Linked DNA regions of Mus musculus: region 1 is linked to region 2. Evidence: chromatin contacts called from public promoter capture Hi-C data. All regions are on one chromosome and are shown on one strand. The core of a region is the stretch at or near the end of the contact, and the rest is flanking DNA. Distances in the headings are between cores, read along the strand shown.

Region 1 (2,700 bases), core at 11-2,510, 200 kb before region 2:
GGCCCTGAGAACACTGCCTGCAAAGGGACCAGAGGGGACAGGTGTGTGACCTGAGCATTCTGCCCTGAGTCAATGCCCCTGGGACTTCAGACAACAGTGACCCGGTTGGCTGGGCCCCTTTCTTTGTCTGCAGAACCTATGAAGTCACTCTGGCTCAGCACCAGAGCCTTTTATGTCCAGATGGGAGAGCTGCTTTCCCTCCCCCAGGGACGTAACTGTGGCTTCTAGTGGCTTCCTGCCTACCCCTCCCAGCCCAACCTGCCCATTAGATCACCCGAGAACCCCATCGAACACCTGTCCTTTACTCTGGAGCCTCCACGCTTCACCACCTCCAGCCCCCTGCCCAGTCCCCCAGCCCTTCACCCACCAGCCCCTCTGCCAAGCCATTCTAATTCCCCCTCCTCCCAGGTGCAAACTCCCAGTGAGCCAGGCAGCTCATTGTCCCAAGGACACCAGACACTCCTCAGCCTCCCCAGCCTTGTCTGGCCTCTCCCCCACTGCTCCTCATCTGGATTTAATCATTATGAGTGCCAGACTGTTCCCCGCCCCACTGTGTGACCCAAGGCAAAGCTGTCCCCCAGCTGAACCTCAGTTTTCCCACCTAAACCTTAGGGATGGTCCCAGTTGTTGCCAGGGTAGATAAGGGAGTGAACCGGTTTCTTTGTAACTTAGTAAGCAAGTTTTACTCTTTGTTGTTATGTATCATGGACACTTTTCCCCAAGCTGGTTAGACTTTCCGGGGCCACAGAATGGAAAGACACAGCTCGTGTTCCAACTCACTTTTCACACCAAGTAGAATCTGAGCAAGCCACTTACTTCAGAGAGCCTCAGTTTCCCCTTCTGAAAAAGGGCAGCAACCATCGTGACCTCAGGTTGCTGTGGTGCTCTCGGTAGGGCCATGCCTATTCCGTGCAGGGACGGTGACGGGAAGCTGGGACTGCAGAGGGCCTGGGGAAGTGGGAGGAAGCCCGTGGGAACAGATTTCTTTTTCTAAGGCTTGGCTTGTGGGGGGCTTGGGGGGAACAAGCGTATTTCCTGTCCCATCATTCCCCTGCTATACTGGAAAACAAAGAGTGTTTCTCGCTGGGCGCCTGGGCAGTCTTTCTCTGCTGCTTGGGTGATAGTTGAAGAACAGAAAACATTCTCATGGAGCCTGGAAATCTGTGACCCTTCCTGGGTGCCTTCTGACCCAAGGCCTTAGAGAGGTTTGAGAGCCTCGGGACATACCTGTAGAGGAGACAGGCCTCGGGCCCAGCCTTTGGTTTATAAATCATGAATGTCGGAATGTCACAGCTAGAGGTGACCTCTGACCTGAGCGAGCCTGGGGAAAGGCTTTGGTTCCTCAGGGTCTCGCCGCTCTCCAGAGGGTACCTGGAGTAGCGGGAAGGGGAGCTGCCAGGGTGCCTCTCAGGTCCCTAACTGCTCCCTCTGAAGGCCACTGCCTCTGCCAGCTTCAGGGAGACCTTCGAGTTCTGGAGATAGGACTCTCTGTTAAGACGAGATGGGAGAACTTGTAGCCTCACAATCTCCGGAGTGCAAAGGACACTCAGAGTCAGGCCATGCCTCTATCCTAGGGAAACTGTCAGGCTCAGCCCTAGCCCTAGCCCCAGCCCCAGCCCCAGCCCCAGCCCCAGCCCCAGCCCCAGCCCCAGCCCCAGCCCCAGCCCCAGCCCCACCCCCAGCCCCAGCCCCAGCCCCAGCCCCACCCCCAGCCCCAGCCCCACCCCCAGCCCCAGCCCCAGCCCCAGCCCCACCCCCAGCCCCAGCCCCAGCCCCAGCCCCACCCCCAGCCCCAGCCCCAGCCCCAGCCCCAGCCCCAAGGAGCTGGCCCCATCCCTGGAGAATCAGGACCTGCGGCGCAGAGGATGAATTTTCTGCTCTCCTCTACGCAGGACTCAGCCGGGTCAGGCTTTCCCCGGCCCACATGCTCTTCACTGTCACACTGGTCTCAGAACCACCAGGAGCCCGACCCACTCAGCAGTGGCTCTGGAAGGGACCCACAATGTCCTACACAGACTTAAGAGTCAGGCTGAAGCTGGGTGGTGGCGCACACCTTTAATCCCAGCACTTGGGAGGCAGAGGCAGTTGGATTTCTGAGTTCGAGGCCAGCCTGGTCTACAGAGTGAATTCCAGGACAGCCAGGGCTACACAGAGAAACCCTGTCTCGAAAAAAAAACCAAACCAACCAAACAAACAAACAAAGAGTCAGGCTGAGTCTTCATGCTGCTTGCCAGTATCCCCCTGACTGTTCCTTGACCCCTGGGGTCTCCCCACTACCATCTCCTTATACCCTCCTAGGCACCTGGGATATAGGAGCCTGCCATTCCCTACTGCTGGTGTTTTCCCCGGAGCCCTAAGCATCCCCACATCCACTCCACCCCAACGGATCCCAGTCTGTAGTGTAAATGATGCAACATCTGTATCTAATTAGTTTCTTACACACACACACACACACACACACACACACACACACACACAAACACACACACACTCACACACACACACACACACTCACACATCCTTCTAGCCTTTCCTCTTACTGTGGGAGTTCTTCACACTGCACAGGACAGGACCTTTCTTGTTCTGACTAACTGCCCAGGGACTGACAGAATACAGAATACAGTTCATGTGTGTGTCCATTAACCTCCCCATTTACATCCTTTAACAAAGGATTGTTCCACAGGCCCCTCTAGACCCAGG
Region 2 (2,952 bases), core at 151-2,650:
CTGACCTGCGGTTGTCCTGCCCACAGCACCGGGGCTTCAGCTCCCTCCCCTGCTGCTAGAAGCTGAATGTGCTGATCCAGGTGACACAAGGCACACAGGAGGTGTCACTACAGGTGACACTATAGGCACACAGTCACCAGGCTCTGAGAACCTGTAGACATCAGGACAGCCTCGTCCATGGAGACTATGCTGATGGGCTACAGAACAGATCTGGTACAGAATAGACCAGTTACGCCTGCTGCAAAGACCTCGGTGGTCCAGGGAGGTGCTGTGCTTTGGCCAAGGCAGAATACTTGGCAGAGATGTGGCTGGGAGCGTTCCACCTGTTTATTCACCACTCTGGCTAAATGGTCCTATGTGAGTGTCCAGCTATCTGAACCCAAAGGAGGAGGACAGGACTTGTGTCTGCATCAGGGACACTATCACGAAGCAAGAGTCCATCTAACACTTGATATAACCCAATGCCAACTCGGCAGCCCCCACAATAGACATTCTAGGATCTCTGTGAGTTCAAGACCAGCCTGGTCTATACAGTGAGTTCCAGGACAGTTAGGACTACATAGTACATAGTGAGGCTCTGTCGTGTGTGTGTGTGTGTGTGTGTGTGTGTGTGTGTGTGTGTGTGTGTGTGTGCGCGCGCGCGCCCCTCTGTATGTGTGTGCCTCTGTGTGTGTACCTCTGTGTGTGTGTGAGAGAGAGAGAGAGATGTTTGTGCTGTAGTATGTCAGTGCCATATTCTGCTCCAGTGGAAATCGGAGGACAACTTTCAGGAGTCGGTTCTCTCCTTTCCATGTGGGTCCCAGGGATGGAACTGGGGCTATCAGGCTATCGGGTTATAGGGTTAAGGGACTTTACTGGCTGAGCCATCTCATTGATCCCTACAATTTATTTATTTATCTATCTATTTATTAATTTATTTAATAGCTGCATTTCCTTATATCAGGAAACAAGAATTATTACCCTTGATTTTCCAAGGAGCAAACAGATCACCCCACCACCGCCAAGACCGAAAGGAAAAGCACCTTGCTCAACATGGAAGACCTGACTGAGACCAGGAGGCACCTCCGCCAGAAAAAGGAAGACCCAGCGAGGGAAAGCGATTGTTCTGAAGTCACACAGTAGATTAAAAAAGCAGACCCCTGGTTGCTCCTGCTCACTCCCAGCTTCCATCCTGGCCCATGTGCCCGTGTCTTGTTCACCACCACCACCACCACCATCACCACCATCCGGGGTCGCGCTCACATGCTAACACCACCAGCTCCCAGCACGGCCGATGGAGACCCCTTAGAGCCTCAATGTCCATCGGTGGAATGGGCGTGCGAGGAGGAACGAGGGCGGCCTGGCGCCGGGCGCCTGGCTCAGCAGCAGGGGCGTGGCCGTGACTCAGCCGCACAGTCCCGGGGTCGCCCAGCCGGTCCGACCGGCCTCGGCAACGCGCGCAGGACGCCGGGCTGGGCGACTGAGGGGTGCAGGGAAGGGAGCCGCCAGGAGCCTGCTTGGGCGGGAAGAGGAGCGCAGGCCGCGGAGGAGAAGGATGGAAGCGAGACCCCGCTGAGACCAGCGCGGGGCCACTGGCCGGGATCAACATGTGTCTGCGCATAGGTGAGCTGGGGCAAACGGGAGACCCACTCCTGGGGGGACCCCAACCCGAAGTCAAGCCGCCTGCTTCACCCAACCCTGCTTCACGTACTGGCCTGCTTCAGGTCACTTTCCTCTCAAGCCTAAGTTTCCTTAGAAGCGGGGTGACAAGCGGCTGGGTTTTATTTCCTTTATGCAAGTGCTCTACCACTGAGCTACACACCAGCCTAAACATTTCGAGGCTCAGGGACTAGCCCAGAGCTCAGTACTTAGCTCACTCTAACTTAGAACTTAGAACTCCTTCCGCCACGACCAGCAGCTGGGGGCTCCAGGTTTGTGGCACTGAGGCCCAGCTCTGAGTAAGCCTGGTTTTGGTGGGGCCAGTGGCACCCCCAGCTCCTGGCCCTATTTTCCTTTCTAAGGGGCAAGGCTAGATAGGCTTCGGGATCCGCCGGTAGGGGAAGAGATGCTGAGAGATGAAGAGATGGGGATGTGGATGTAGGGTCCAGGATCCCGGCTCCTTAGCATTACAAAGATGCCATTTCCATACCTTCCTCTCATCCAGCCAAGCTGGAGGGAAAGGCCAGTCAGCCAGCATCTTGACAGAGTAGACTGGTGCGCCCCTCCCCCACGCCCTGGGCAAACTCTGCTGTTTGGGATCTAAGGGGTTCCGTTCCCACTCTCCAGCACACACATCTTTCGAGCCATGCCTATTTCTCCTTGGTAAAATGAAGACCGTTGCACCCACCTCTTGACCAGGATGAAGTTCCGGTCTGCTAATAAACGCTTAGCACTACACCAGCCACTTGCCCAGTGTTCCCAGCATGAGAACGAAGAACCAAAACCAGCCTAGGGCGCTCTGACTAAAGCAAGCAACCCTAGCCTTCTTGTCTGACCAAAGCCTTGGTCCAGAGATGCTGCTGTTTCTTGAGCCCAGCCAAAGCCCAGTAGTGGCTGGCTGATGGGTAGGTGGATGGGGTGGGTGGACAGGGTGGGACCCAGGAGGCCCCTGGAACAAGGCTGCAATTCCTCTTCCTGTTTGGCCAGCTGTTCATCTTCACAAGGCCATTCCAGTTCCTCGTGCCTTTCCAGTCCATGGTCTGTCCTCTGCTGAGATGACAGTCCCAGGGCCTGCAAGCTAAAGGAGAGCTCGGAGAGCAGTTAGGGGAACCTCACCTGGCTCTATGCAGAAAAAATCCGGGGTTACCTCTGAACAGGACAGGCTGGTACCAGGTCCACAGTGAGTCTGTAACAGGCTCCTCCTTGCTCCTCAAAGCTCTTCCTCCCGTCTCTCTCTCTCTCCCTCCCTCTCTCTCTCTCTCTCTCTCTCTCTCTCTCTCTCTCTCTCTGTGTGTTACTGAGTTTAATTAGGGT

The links. Promoter capture Hi-C pulls out the DNA fragments that hold promoters and counts their contacts.
Region 1: a contact with region 2 is called in a promoter capture Hi-C map of trophoblast stem cells, with 7 times the contacts expected there. The contact joins the enhancer-like site here to the promoter of Tmem54 in region 2. A contact is called at or near these places in 23 of 39 promoter capture datasets (the 3T3-L1 cell line, 3T3-L1-derived adipocytes, the C10 cell line and 15 more), 3 of 15 datasets of contacts at CTCF or cohesin (the NIH/3T3 cell line, embryonic stem cells and large pre-B cells), 12 of 484 Hi-C or Micro-C datasets (B cells, the C2C12 cell line, the HL-1 cell line and 5 more), 13 of 115 datasets of contacts at active chromatin or transcription factors (craniofacial prominence, embryonic basal ganglia, embryonic forebrain and 7 more) and 4 of 9 other capture datasets (adipose tissue, embryonic stem cells, liver and 1 more).

The regions. Positions count from the first base shown.
Region 1 is chr4:128,904,156-128,906,855 of GRCm38.p6, forward strand. The region is part of intron 4 of Trim62 (tripartite motif-containing 62); the gene reads left to right. Among named protein-coding and RNA genes, the nearest start is that of Gm33901, 12 kb to the right of the region's middle. Within about 2 kb of position 1,261, at least 46 of the 459 cell types and tissues checked have an H3K27ac peak or open chromatin away from gene starts, as enhancers often do. A contact at or near this core is called in craniofacial prominence and trophoblast stem cells, where this site is marked.
Region 2 is chr4:129,104,130-129,107,081 of GRCm38.p6, forward strand. Tmem54 (transmembrane protein 54) reads left to right here and starts at 1,401. Exons shown (of 6, transcript NM_025452.4): 1 at 1,401-1,602. The coding sequence starts at 1,587.